Linked DNA regions of Gossypium arboreum: region 2 is linked to region 1. Evidence: chromatin contacts called from public Hi-C data. All regions are on one chromosome and are shown on one strand. Each heading gives the region's core, a stretch centred on a gene start, on an enhancer-like site or on the middle of the called end of the contact. The rest is flanking DNA. Distances are from core to core; before and after follow the strand shown.

Evidence for each region. Hi-C and Micro-C count contacts between places; a contact is called where the count stands out from the background.
Region 2: a Hi-C map of leaf shows a contact between it and region 1, with 3 times the contacts expected there. The contact joins the promoter of LOC108461356 here to the promoter of LOC108464540 in region 1. A contact is called at or near these places in 2 of 5 Hi-C or Micro-C datasets (both in leaf).

The regions. Positions count from the first base shown.
Region 1 is chr13:91,653,387-91,660,665 of ASM2569848v2, forward strand. LOC108464540 (26S proteasome regulatory subunit 6A homolog) reads left to right here and starts at 3,893. Exons shown (of 11, transcript XM_053024201.1): 1 at 3,893-4,048; 2 at 4,182-4,276; 3 at 4,648-4,764; 4 at 5,122-5,229; 5 at 5,388-5,579; 6 at 5,687-5,878; 7 at 6,108-6,226; 8 at 6,337-6,424; 9 at 6,512-6,631; 10 at 6,710-6,850; 11 at 6,934-7,279. The coding sequence starts at 3,940. The coding sequence ends at 7,011. LOC128286912 reads left to right here. Exons shown (of 7, transcript XM_053024721.1): 1 at 1-345; 2 at 586-704; 3 at 801-866; 4 at 976-1,173; 5 at 1,995-2,113; 6 at 2,301-2,406; 7 at 2,619-3,262. The coding sequence starts at 126. The coding sequence ends at 3,173.
Region 2 is chr13:91,809,766-91,817,044 of ASM2569848v2, forward strand. LOC108461356 (E3 ubiquitin-protein ligase RFI2-like) reads left to right here and starts at 4,231. Exons shown (of 6, transcript XM_017761187.2): 1 at 4,231-4,879; 2 at 5,487-5,656; 3 at 6,025-6,083; 4 at 6,616-6,641; 5 at 6,744-7,128. The coding sequence starts at 4,684.

The DNA.
Region 1 (7,279 bases), core at 2,643-5,142:
TTCCCTACACTCGCGCTTTTCTCTGCTTTCACCAGATCAAGAGGAAATTCAAAAGAAATAAAGATTGTAAAAATAAGAATCTTTATTACGCAACTGAGAACTCTGCCCAGGAAAAAGCCGACGCAATGGCCGTACAGCGGTTAGACAGAGGCGATCTATGGAAGAACAAGGCTCGCGTTTTGCAACTCCAGCTCAGGCAGCGCTTCAGGGTGGCAGTCGATCGCCACCGTCCTTCAGTCCTTGCTGATCGTTACTTCTCCTCCTCGGTTCAGCGCTGGCTCCGTCGCTTCCGCGACTTCCGTCGCGATTCTCTCCCTTCTTCCTCCTCTTTCTACCGTAAAAAAGGTCGCTTTTCCTGCGCTGGGTTTCATGTCTTCGATCTATTTATGATTTTTTTGCTTTGTAGCAGTTTTATTTCCTTTAATTTTTTTTTTAATTTACTATCAAAGGATGCAAAGAAGTAATTGTTAGAAAGTAAAATGACCTTTTTGCCCTCTCAGTTATTTCTAATTTCATAATTTGAAGATTTAAAAATTTCTTTGAATTGAATTCTTAGCTTACCAATTTAAGTTTCTGGTCTTATAGTGAGTAAAGACTTTGACGTGGAGGTGGATTCAGCTATTTTTCGAATGCTTCAGGCTGTTGCGGTTCCTTTGATTGGAAATGTTTGCCATGTTTTCATGAATGGTCTCAATCGTGTCCAAGTACGTACGCTTTTGTGTGATTGAGAAAATTCTGTAGTGTTCTTTGCAGGTATTTCACAGTTTCTAGGAACTAATGCATGTTCTCTAACGTGGCAGGTTTATGGCCTTGAAAAATTACATGATGCTTTGCTTAATAGACCCAAGAACAAGCCCCTTATAACGGTATAAGCCATGGTTTTTTCTTTTTGTCAGTTTTAGCTTTTGTCTCATTCATCTGTGTTATGTTATGGTATGTTGAGTCCTATGCTGATGAAGGAATGTTTCTTTGCAGGTAAGCAATCATGTTGCTTCTGTGGATGATCCGTTTGTCATTGCTTCACTGCTTCCTCCCAGAGTTCTTCTTGATGCTCAGAACTTGAGATGGACCCTGTGTGCATCAGATCGATGCTTCAGTAATCCCGTGACATCCGCATTCTTTCGATCTGTAAAAGTGTTGCCAGTTTCTCGTGGTGATGGGATTTACCAGATGGTACATCTTTTAAATTTTGGCATATTCTTAGCAAGTATGGAACAGTGTGTGTTGAGTAAGAATCAAGTCAATAAGTATACATCATGCAAGTGCATAGAATCAATGTTACAAGGGATGTGGATATGTTTTGTAAGGGGAATGAAAATTAGAGCACAGTCGCTACTTAAATGAAACCTAATTTGATAGTATGGTTTTCTCTAGTTCGTTTAGTAGGAATGAAATATGATTATTGGAACATAAAACCTTATTTTTTGGAACTTATACATACGAATTTTATGTTCATATAAAATACACAATTCTCAATTCCGAAGTTAGTGGATTGTTTTGTTTTACCCAATAATCTTATAATAAACTATACATTAATCAGATCATTAGTTTTACTAAATTGGATCGCTAGTGTTCCTTGATTAGGATTGTGTATCAATGTGAAAATGGTTGGAAAGATAGCGATTTGTGGTATACATTGTTGAGATGAGGAACGTTTAACTGAAGGTGGAAAACAAAGAAGACGGATATATTATTGGCTTTTGAATGTCTTTGAAATGTATGATTGCTAATGTAGTCGAATAGTTTGATTGTACATACAATCTACATGCATATTGTTTAGTGCCTTTAAGGGACTTTGTTTCCTTTTCCGTTCCTTGAACTTCATATGATGCATAAGTTATGTAATATGTGTTAGACGTGAGATACTTGGACTTTCATCAACAGGTTTATAGTCCGGTATGTTGATTTTATCTTGCATGTTTACGCCTTCATTAATTACTTAAACATGTGTGGTATTTATGCCCATTTCATCATTTTGATTCAATTTGTTGCAGGGCATGGATATGGCCATTTCGAAATTGAATACTGGTGGGTGGGTTCATATCTTTCCAGAAGGTAGTCGTTCTCGAGATGGTGGAAAAACTGTGAGATCTTCTAAGAGAGGTGTCGGGAGGTGAGTGTAAATAACTTCCTATGCAAATCTACATCTTCTCACATCAGGAAATAAACAGACCCATCTCTTGACGGAATCTGTGTTAAAGGGTTAAATTTTTTCAAAAAAAAAAGAGGAACTTTTAGCCTATTTGTTGCTTTCCTTGTTAGTAACAAAAACTTTTGGAAACATTGTTATGGTGATACAGGTTAGTTCTAGAAGCTGACAGTACCCCAATTGTTCTGCCATTTGTGCATACCGGAATGCAAGATGTTATGCCAATAGGGGCCAATTTCCCAAGGATTGGCAAGACGGTATGTATTCCTGCTGTTATTCCTTTGCTTAATAGACATTAGTTTTATGTGATATCTCCAGTGGCTTCACAATGCTTTTACATGGTCCCGTTTATAGTAGCATTTAAGAAAAATCCTTCCTAATTGGCCGTAATATTGGGTTTTATGTTTATGATCTCATTTCCTGTCAATAATTGTTATGCTGAATTCTTTTAATACATGCAATTTTGTAGGTGACAGTTCTAATTGGAGACCCTATAATTTTTGATGATCTGCTTAACTCGGAAGAAGCCACAGAAGCATCAAGAGGAAAATTATACGATGCCGTCGCATCTAGAATTGGGCATCAACTGCAGATTTTGAAAGTAAAAGTCGATAAATTAGCGCTCGAGCAATCTATCCGATTAGAAAACCATAACAAAGATGGTGCAGAACGAGCAGCCAATATCTTGCACCAGGTAGATTTGGATCCATTTGGGTTAGGAAGCCATGAATATATTAGGTATGAATCCTTGGTAGAAGAAGCCCGAACGAAGCTGAATGATATGAGTCCCGAAGAAGCCACTGCAGATGGATATACGAGAATGGGATATTCTTGTGAAGGCGGGATTGGTTCAAGGATTCGCAGTTATATGGATCCAACTGAATTGATGGGATTCGCAGCGAGAGGCTTGCTAATGAACTGCAGATCCAAGGAAAAGCATTCAGACACAAGTGACATAAGCCCACTGAAGACTTGGAAACAGTATTTGGAAGCTAATATGCTAAAACAATGGAATACATGTTAAAATTTGGTGTTCGAATATGTAAATAAGAAACCTTGATATATCAGCAGTTTTGATATATGCTAAATATAAATTTCCAGCTTTTACTTCTACCTCATGTTGTTCTCGTATCTCTACTAACTCAGATAACTCTTACACCACCAATATCTCTACTAATATCAAATGTATATAGCGTGTTAATGATCTTGAAATGGTATTTACTTCCGATTTGAATACACTTCACATCGTGAATGCTGATTTTGTTTTAAAAATCACACTAATTTACCAACTTTAGATGTTAAATAGTTTGAAATTAATTAATAAAATAACACATAAAATTTGTATAATATTAAAATTAAAAGAAAGTTTACAAGTTGACCTCTACTCAATCAAATATATTTTAATAGTAAAAATCTTATCACACGCACATATATATATAAACCACTTATTTAAATTACAAATATATATGTATAATAATAATATATATTAAATAATTTAAAATATTATTAATTTATAGAGTTGGTGGAGATAACAAATAGTGCATATTAAAATAAATATATAAAATAAATTAAAATGAAATTTTGGTTGAGTAATAAAATTAAGGTTTTGTCAATCCAATTGGTGTGAGTTTAAATATCATTATATTCATATTTTTATTTTTATTAATTTTTTTAAAATAAAAATATTCTCAAATAATACAACTTTATTTTAATTACAAATGGGATATATTTGGGCTGTGCAGTGAGAAAAGCTTGGAGTAATTTGAAAAAGAAAAGGAGCCCAGATTTGAATGAAAGAGCAGGCCGACGTGAAGGAAATAAGCCCATTGCAGATTCATCGGCTGAAATCGAATTTTTTCAAGCTCTCATTTTCTTCGACAACAAGAGAACTACAGTTTGGTAGTATAAAGATCTTCATCTGTTCTTCCTTTTTCTCTATTCTCTCCGTCTTGTATTCTTTTCCTTCATTTTCCGACTCATCGTTGTATTTTTTTTTTGAAACCCTCACCGATGGCGACCGCTATGGTAGAAGATTCTAGCTTTGAAGAAGACCAGTTGGCTTCCATGACTACCGAGGATATCGTCCGAGCTTCCCGTCTTCTTGATAACGAGATTCGTATTCTCAAGGTCCCTCTTTGACCTTGATCTCTCTCTTTCTCTCTCTCCCCCGCATTATGATTACTATTTTTTAGGGTTTTTGTTTTTGTTTCTTTTTTAATCCACAACTATCAATTTTAATCAGATGGTTTCTTTCAATTACTCGATGTTAATCGGATTTTAGTTTTGGGTATGGATTAAATCTAGGCAATGTTTACAAATAAGGGAATGTTCTTTAGTTTAGTTGTAAATTTTCTGGTTTATTATAATTGGGATATGTTGATGGTTAAAGCTATATTATTTTCTTTTTTATGGAAAAACTTTTTCTACTTCTGAAATAATGTAGCTATATTTTGATCGAATTTTCTGATTTTTGTTTTAATTGGTTTCTGGGATTAAAGGAGGAGATGCAAAGGACAAATCTCGAGTTGGATTCATACAAGGAAAAGATTAAGGAGAATCAAGAGAAAATTAAGCTTAACAAGCAGTTGCCTTACTTAGTCGGCAACATTGTTGAGGTAAATTTTTCTTCTTTCTTTTTCCCCCAATGAACCCTGTTGAACTTCTGTGTTAAATTTGTGTTCCAGTAATCTTCTATTTGTTCTGTACTGGTATATATAATTCTGAATTTAAATAAACTCAAAAGAGTATTCAAAGGGGGCAGCAAATGAATAATGAGCCATTGCAGATGAATAATAAGCAAAGCTTCTGCTTGCATTTTAGTTGGACTAGATTGTGAGTATTGGATACAGATGTGTTTGACATGGCCCATGTCGAAAAATGTGTGTGGCACCCATGTCAAACATGGGTACCGTAAAATGATAGTCAGATCCACATAGTTTGCTGCTTTAAATTTTAACTACTCTTTCTTTCAGATATTGGAGATGAACCCTGAAGATGAGGCAGAGGAGGATGGTGCCAACATAGATCTAGACTCACAAAGGAAGGGTAAATGTGTTGTGCTGAAAACCTCTACTCGTCAGGTAATGGCACAGCATCATTTCTTATCTGCTATGATAGGGAAAGTCAATAATCAGTTATGCTTTTCCTTAGTTCAAGTGGTTACCAAAATCAACATCTTTGAATATCTCGGTGGAAAGAAAAACTGGTTTGATCTTGACATGTTTTATAATTACTACAGACCATCTTTCTACCTGTGGTTGGACTTGTAGACCCTGATAAATTGAAACCTGGTGATTTGGTTGGTGTCAACAAAGACAGCTACTTGATATTGGATACTTTGCCATCTGAGTACGACTCCAGAGTAAAGGCTATGGAGGTTGATGAGAAGCCAACTGAGGACTACAATGATATTGGTGGCTTGGAGAAGCAGGCAAGTTTTTTTAATTCCTACTGCCCTTTCCGAGATTATCATTTTGTAACTGTTAAGCTAAAGTTTAATTCTTTTTCCCCATTTTCTGATTGTTGTTCCTGGATCAGATCCAAGAACTAGTTGAGGCCATTGTGTTGCCCATGACTCATAAAGAAAGGTTTCAAAAGTTAGGCATTCGTCCACCTAAGGGGGTGCTCTTATATGGACCTCCTGGCACTGGAAAAACCTTGATGGCCCGTGCTTGTGCAGCACAAACAAATGCCACGTTTCTGAAGCTAGCAGGCCCACAGCTGGTTCAGGTATTAAGTCCTATAGCCTTTTCGGCTTACTTCTCTATATATTTAGATCCTGTCTACTCATTTCAGTTCCCGTTGGAATCATTTTTTGCCATACTCCTTACTTGGTTAGTATAACATGACAGAAAATAGTGAGTAATGGAGTAGTTTTTATCATTTAACAGTATTATTTTGTGCTTTCATATCGGCTTGCTTAGGCCCTATAATAAGTAAACAATCATAATGCATGTAGATGTTTATTGGAGATGGAGCAAAACTTGTCCGTGATGCTTTTCAGCTTGCAAAAGAAAAGTCTCCATGCATCATTTTTATAGATGAAATTGATGCAATTGGCACAAAGCGTTTTGATAGGTAATGCCATATCTTAAAATCTTCAGAGGCAAATTTGTTTCAAATCTGGTTGTGGCATCTATTTGTGGATAGAAACCACTGATTCTTGATCTGCCTGCTACTATATGCAGTGAGGTGAGTGGGGATAGGGAGGTTCAGCGAACAATGTTGGAACTGCTTAACCAGCTTGATGGCTTTAGCAGTGATGAACGCATTAAGGTTTGACTTTGTGGTGCATCATTTTTTTTCTGTTATCTATTTGCTAAAACATAAGGGATCTATTTTAATATAATGAATGTATTATAGGTCATAGCAGCAACTAACCGAGCTGATATCCTTGACCCTGCTCTGATGCGTTCTGGTCGATTGGATCGTAAAATTGAGTTCCCACATCCCACTGAAGAAGCAAGAGCTCGAATCCTTCAGGTATGACTTTCGTTGCTTCTGCTTCCATGGATTCGATCATGCACAGAATTTTACTAAAAGCTTGCATTGATTTTGTAGATCCACTCAAGGAAGATGAACGTTCATCCAGATGTCAATTTTGAAGAACTTGCTCGATCTACAGATGATTTCAATGGAGCACAGCTGAAAGCTGTTTGTGTGGAGGCAGGCATGCTAGCTCTTCGCCGCGATGCAACTGAGGTGCAGTTTCTAATCTTTTAGAAGTTTTTCTTTTATTTGAGGTGGGGGAGCTGCTAAATAACAAATTGGGGGTTGTGTTTTAGGTGAACCATGAAGATTTTAATGAAGGCATCATTCAGGTGCAAGCTAAGAAGAAGGCAAGCCTAAATTACTATGCATAATGGGAGAGCATTTCAGTGTAAGAATGTGAAGGTGGGTTGTGTTGAGAATAGGTTGATATACATATTTTACTCTCTGCCCAATTATATTGTGTTAGGTTTTCCTGGTTTGCACTTAATTTTATATAAAAAAAACCATTTACAAATGGATTGTTCTGTTTAAAAGACTGCCATCTTTTTATTTGAATAAGCTAGTTCAGCAACAGATTAAGATTGAGAGGGAAAAAAAGTTTAATCTGAAAATTTTGTATTTGAATAGGAAAAGAAAAAG
Region 2 (7,279 bases), core at 2,981-5,480, 160 kb after region 1:
TCTCTAGTTCTTTAACACCATTTTCTAAAAAAAACAAAACTTTTTTCCTTTTATGCGATTTAGTCCTTTTTTTCACAATTAAGCATGCAATCGCTAAAATTATTTCACCAAAATTTTCATGCACTCATATAATCATGCTATAACACATAAAATAATTTTAAAAATAATTTCTCCAACCTCGAATTAGTGGTTCTGAAACCACTATTCTGACTAGGCTCAAAATCGGCCTGTTACATTAACCAAGGTTGCAAATTCAACAAGAACTTTAAGTTCAACAAATTCAAAACCCAATATACATGCCATAAATTCGAAATAACGAATTAACATACTATAGAAACAAAATCTAGATAGTGTGACCTTCGAAGTTGATCCGTCCAACCAGTTTTACAAAATGTTAACTACAAAAAACAAAAAAATAAACAGAGTAAGCTTAAGTAGTTTAGTAAGTCCATAGATGAAATTCAAATCACTTACCTCAATTAAAAAATTTGAAAACTAAATAACTTAGATTAATTAAACCTAACCATAATTTACGAGAACACATAGAATTAGTATTGAAAATGATTCATCATATGCTTTACGTTCCATAATGATTTAATCCAAACTAATTTATACATGTGTATATATATTTACTTTTCATCACATTAATACCATAATGAAACATATTTACATGATCATTCTTGATACAAATATTCAAACGATTATGCATCATCATTTTAACATTAGTTACATATTTTCATAGCCCGATGAACTATAGTAACATGACTTGGATACTCGAGTTCCCCAAAACACACCAAAGAGCGTTGAAATGCTAAGAGAGGCACTGAAGTACAATCCCATACAAGCACGTGTTCTAACCCTATTGGCATGCCAATCGTATCCTAATTGTTCACTACGTTCAAGTAAACATTTAAATGAATTCATCACATTAACAAATCAGAGGCACTTCCACATAAGTAATTCCATATTATGTAATAATTTACATTAATTTAGAAATCATACCATTCATAGTTCTCAATGCAAAACATTTACAATCTCAAAATTTTTAAGATTTACAGCAAGTAACAAGTACAAAAATATATTTATTAATACACTATGAACTTACCAAAATACGGTAGCTATTAACACGGGACGACTACCCGATGACTTTTCATTTCTCGCGTTTATCAATCAACCGATCCGTTTCTTGATCTATATATAATATTTTTATTCAATTAACTAATTCAATATCATAAAATATATAAATTTACATTTTTGACCCTTTAACAATATTTTATACTTTTACCCTAAACTTTTATATTTTATATGATTCGGTCCCTAAAATCGAAACTATTTAAAATTTCACATTTAACCCCTAATATTCAAACCCGAACAAACCAGCACCTTATATAGCCTTTAAACATTCAAAAATTTCAATTTAATATGCTAGATTTTTACAAAATTTCATATTAATCCATAGGTTTAAAACTATAAAAAATTCCTTTACTTCTTATTTAAAAATCAAGATTATTTATCATTTAATCTCGAGAACACCTAGAATTCGTCAATGGCAAGTCTTAAAGCCTTTAACAGTTTTACGAAATAGTGATTGAGTTAGCTAAATTAAGCTATAATGATCTTAAAACCATAAAATTTACAAGAAACAGATAGAAAAACCACTTACATGCATGAATTTTGTGATGGCGGAACCTTAAAGCTCTTTAATGGTTTCCTCTCACTATAATTTCGGTGGGAAAAAATATAAGGAAGAATAACTTGTTTTATTTTTATTTTGTTTATGTTTTCATTAATCTAATTACTATCCTTAATAATATCATCACAATAAACTAATTATTAACCTTTAACTGTCCATATAAATTTATTATGGTCTAAATACCATATAAGTCCTCCCATATTTACTAATTAAACCATTTATTTAATAAATTTCAATAGTGATTAAGTTTTACAACTTTTACGATTTAATCCTTTTTCCTTAATTAACTAACCAAACATTAAAATTTCCAAACAGAACTTTCACATACCAAAATAATAACTCTGTAAATATTTTATGGGCTTAGTTTATAAAAACGAGGTCTCGATACCTCATTTTTCACAACTACTTGACTTTAAAAGCAACTTATTTGAACTTAACTATTTGTTCAACTAGCAAAAATTTATCAAATCAAAATTCAATATAAACTATGTTTGACTCATATAAAATAAATAACAATAAAATACGAAATCAGTGTCAAAATTGTGGTCCCGAAACCATTGTTTTCGACTCCACTGAAAACGAGTTGTTACATTGTAGGATCTTTGGAAAATGGTATTTATACCCTCTAATTCATTTCCAAATGTTGGGGTTGTTGTGGAAGTTAATAGAGTCATTGGGGATGAAAATACCAGATGATTAAATTCACCTGCAACAATGAGTATCGATACTTGCTAACAAGGTATCGGTAATTTTTACATTTAATGCAAAGTTTAGTGACCATTGTAGCTAAAGATATCGATACCAATGGGCTTTTATCTATACCATATGAAAAATATCGATATTGGATCGATACTTAGCTAAATTGCTTGAAAACAAAATGTCGATTTGGTATCGATTTTTTTAAAACTATTGATACTTACTGACTTGTTTTAAAAAAAATTTAACTTGGTTGAAAATGTTTAACTCAATTGAAACCATTTTAACTTGATTTTATCATTTTGTTAATTTTGTTCAACTTCAACTTTTATTCAAAAACATTTTAATTTGTTATATCAAAACATATTATCAAATAAAGCTAGTTTAACAAATAATAATAAAATCAAGATAGTTATCTATTTTTATTTTTGAAAATTTACACACCTTAAAATATTATCTACTTTCCAATGGCTTATCACTTCTGTGATAAACTACTCATATCTCTTGAACAAAAAATAAAATAAAAACCATATATATAATTACAAGAGTTAATTGCATTATATATATCCAAACTATGACCTCATTCTAAATTAGTCCCTAAACTTTAAAAATTATAATTACATTTCTAAATTATAAATGTTCTATCAATAAGGTCTTTTGTTATTAAAATTATTATTTTAACAACTAAATTAAATATAATATCTAATGTGCCATAATTTAAAATGAGACAGTTGAGACCTTACTGAGGATTTTGATAGTTCTAATCAAGTTGGGGCACTAGTATGGCTTTAGGGTAATGGTTATAGTGGTAGTAGTGTTGATAGGAGTTGAATTGTGCATGTTGACATTCTTGGGTGACTTTGTGTGGTGCTTGTTTGGGCTGGCCACGATTAGTATTTATTGGAGGTGTTTAATGATAGACACGAGGCTTACACTGAGTGGTTGAAGAAACATTGGTATTTAAAACATCAAAATCAATTAAATAAATTGTTAGAAAATTTTAATCTCTTGATAATGTCAACAGATTTATTATTATAATATTAAAATTAATTAAAATAATTAATTTAATCTCTTTCTAAAATTTAAATTTGTATTTTATGTTTTTAAATTAACCTTAATGAAGTTAACTTAAATAATTCATCTTTAATAATTGTCTATAAAACTAAATTTCTTTAGATTCTATTATTTTAAATTTTTCATGATAAGCTAAAAGTTAAAAAAAAAAACTTTGCAATTAAATAATTTTATCTTCTATGCCAAACAAAATACATATTTTTTAATCAATTATTTACCTAAACAAAGAACAATCAATTAATTTAATTAATTGTAGAGATTTTCTTTACTTTTGGCTTAGCATAGAAGATTTAAGATCATATAATCAAAAGAAATTTAAGTTTCATAGACAATTATTAAATATGAGTTATTTAAGTTGATTTCTTAATAAAATTCTAAACGTTAGGAGATTAAATTAATTATTTAAATATTAAAATAACAAACTATCAAGGGATAATAGATTTGAACAATTTATTTATTTGATTTTAATGTTTTGAAATTTAAATTTTAATATTGAAAAAATTAAAATTTTTGGTAATGGGATAAATAACAATTTGATAATTTTTACATATCATCTTAGTTTCTATCGCTTTTTTGCTTTAATCTTTTAAAGAAATTTTAAAAATAATTTCTTTTAATGTGAAAATGATTTGACATGTTCCTCAATTGTGATAAGAATTTTAACATTTGAGTAATTAAAATTAAAGCCTTCTCTAACGGTAGTGATGAAATTGTAAAGATTTTTTGAGTAACCAAAATAAAAGCTATCTTAAAATTTAGATGACTAATTGAATAGTTTAAACTTAAAAATTTATTTTTAGGAAATAACGTTTCTTTTCTATCATGTTTTAAATAAAAATTTCTAAAAATAAAAGAAGGAAAACGAAAACGTTGTAAAATAAGAGAAAAAAAATTGAAATAGAAGGACATTTAAAAAGAAAAATAAGAGTTCAACTTAATTTCTCATTTTTCTCGTAAGCCTTCCAAAAAAGGAAAATCTAAATTCTGTTCTTCTATGGTCAATCAATAAAGGAATTTAAGACGACGAGTCTTTTTTCTTCTTTTTTTTTTTTTTTTTAGTAATTTTATCTGGTTGGAATCGGAGGTTGTGTTAGTAAATTGAGGAGGTGGAGGAGGAGGAAGAGGGGCTGAATTTTACCTTTCTTTTTTCTTAATTTTAGGTAATTTAGGTTTTGAGATTCCGGGGGTGTATTAATTTTAACTTTATAACTGTTTTAATTATGGGATTAAGGAGCAATAGTGTGGATGATGTAGTGGTGGAAGACGGTGACGGAGGTGATGGTGGCGGTAATGTTGATTGCAGAAATGGAATGAAGTCTTTCGGCTCGGTTTCATGCTCGATTTGCCTCGAAACGGTTACTGATAATGGAGATCGATCGTGGGCTAATCTTCAATGTGGTCATCAATTTCATTTGGGTGAGTCAAAATTCTCAAGATTTTGCAGCTGATTTTGTCAAGAAATCTTTTCTAAAAAAAAAAAAAAGGGATTGAAGATCTGGGCTCAATTTTCCTCAGTTAATTTCACGGATGCCTTTAATTGATCATGTATATGAGAACTTTTGAACTTCTTATTTTTAATTTTTCAATTTTTGCTATTCTTTTAGCTGGATATGATAGTTTAGCTTCATAGAAAAGCATAACTAGTTGAATGAGACGCAATCTAATGGATTTTAGATATTCCAATAAATTGTTCATTTTTGTGGGTCTATTGCTTTGGCTGATTGGATGATCAGAGTGAATGTTGTATTGCAATCAGTTTCCCCAGATTATTAGTGTCGAAGGGTATCAAGTTAGAAGAAAAAAATTTATGTCTTTAGTTTCACTGATTTTATCGATATATTTTGATGAACAACAGCTTGAGAGGGGTAATTTGATGGACATTAGTTGAATTTGAAGGATTTTAGTGTATTCTGTATGTTACATTTGTTGTTTTTGGCAGACTGTGTAAGAAAATGATTGTTTAAAATCCTTTTTTTTAAGGTTCTAATTTATTATTTATATGTTTTTTAATTATTATTTTCAGATTGCATTGGTTCAGCATTCAATATAAAGGGTGCCATGCAATGCCCCAACTGTAGAAAAATTGAAAAAGGTCAATGGCTTTATGCCAATGGTTGCCGTTCAAACCCAGAATTTAGTGTGGATGATTTGACACATGATGACGACATTTATGATCTAAGTTTCTCTGAAATGGTAATGGAGTAACATTGCTATGCGAATTCTTTACATATAATTTCTGGCTTCATGCCATGCCTAAATGACTTTTTATTGCCTTACTTACGGTTCCACCATCCTATTTATTGATTTATTGAGTGATATGTGTTTTTTTTGAGCTCTTAGTTAATAAACCAAAGTTCTTTCACTGATTTAAACTAATCTTCATCATCTAGGTATGTTTTAAGTACAATAATTTCTGCCGAAAGTTCTTTGCAAACCTATACAATCATGTCTCCATGTTAGTGTTTGTTGTTTGCTTTCTTTATTTGCGTACACTTTAGGCTGACAGATGAGTTGAGTTGAAATCCATTTGCTGCTTACTTATTTTGGCTTTTTCTTTGTAGTCATTTGGAGTTCATTGGTGTCCATTTGGAAGCTTAGCACAACTTCCTTCATCATTTGAGTAAGCATTTTCTCATTTATTAAAGGTTGAATCGGAGTAGTTTTCTGCTTCAATTTCTATGCTGAGAAGTGATGATCAGTTGTCTGTTCTTCACATCAAATGTTTGCCACCTTGTGCTTTTTGTTTTTTAAGGGTTAATCTTTGCTATAAAGAGAGAGAGAGACAGAGAGTTTGGTGGAAATTTTGGGAGAGAGTTGGCATCTTCTTAGTTAGAAACTGATTTAGAAGTTGAGAAAAGGTTCATCCTCTGCTTATTATTTGTGGTAACAAGGCTCTGGAATTTAAGTTAGTCCGAGACAAATGGACCTAATTTTAACAGCTGGAACAGTAACAGTGAAATGGCGCCCTCTTTAGTAAGATTTATATGAATAAATGCCCAAACCTAAATATGTTAGTGCCATGGGCGCGTGTAAAATTCTCCTTTCATTTCTTTACACATCATTACATTTTTGTTTGCTTAGTTTTGTTTGCCGTGGTCAAGTTCCAACTATTATCTTTCCTTAATGTGTCATTTTCTTCTGTTATTTTTCAGGCAGGGAGAGTTTTCGTCTAGAACATGTAAGATATTTCCTTGTTTTATTAAGTAATGCTTGTTATTGTGGGTTTTATTAGTGAAGGTGTCTGGCCTAATATGCTGATATGAGTTATATTGGAATGCAGATCATGAGTTACTGGGACAACATGCTATCTTTGCTGAACATTCTTCTTCTGCTACTCATCCATGCCAATATATAGCTTACTTTGGGCCAACGATTCATCCCTCTTCCTCAAATTCCAGTGGAACTATTCCAGATAGTTCTAGCTTCCACAGTCACTGGAATGGTCCGTCTGTGCCTAGTGAGATACCTCCATCTTATGCTTTTCCTGCAATGAATCTCCATTATCAAGGTTGGGAGCACCATTCCGCTCCATTCTCTACATCTAACCGTCGAATTGGTGGTTCCGGTCAACCTTCAATTCCACCTGTCAGTCAAAGGTCTGCCAGGAACAGTTCAGATATGCCAAGACCAGGAACTTTTATGCATCCATTTGTTGCTGGCCACAGGTATAGCCCAAAGTAATGGAATCTTTTCATTTGATTTGAGTTTTCACTGCTTTTCGCTTGTTCTTTTATGGAAGATGCAAAATACATCATGTTCTCTTTCCTCACAGTCCTTACGGGAACTCCAAAAAAGGCTTAAATAAGACATTGAGAA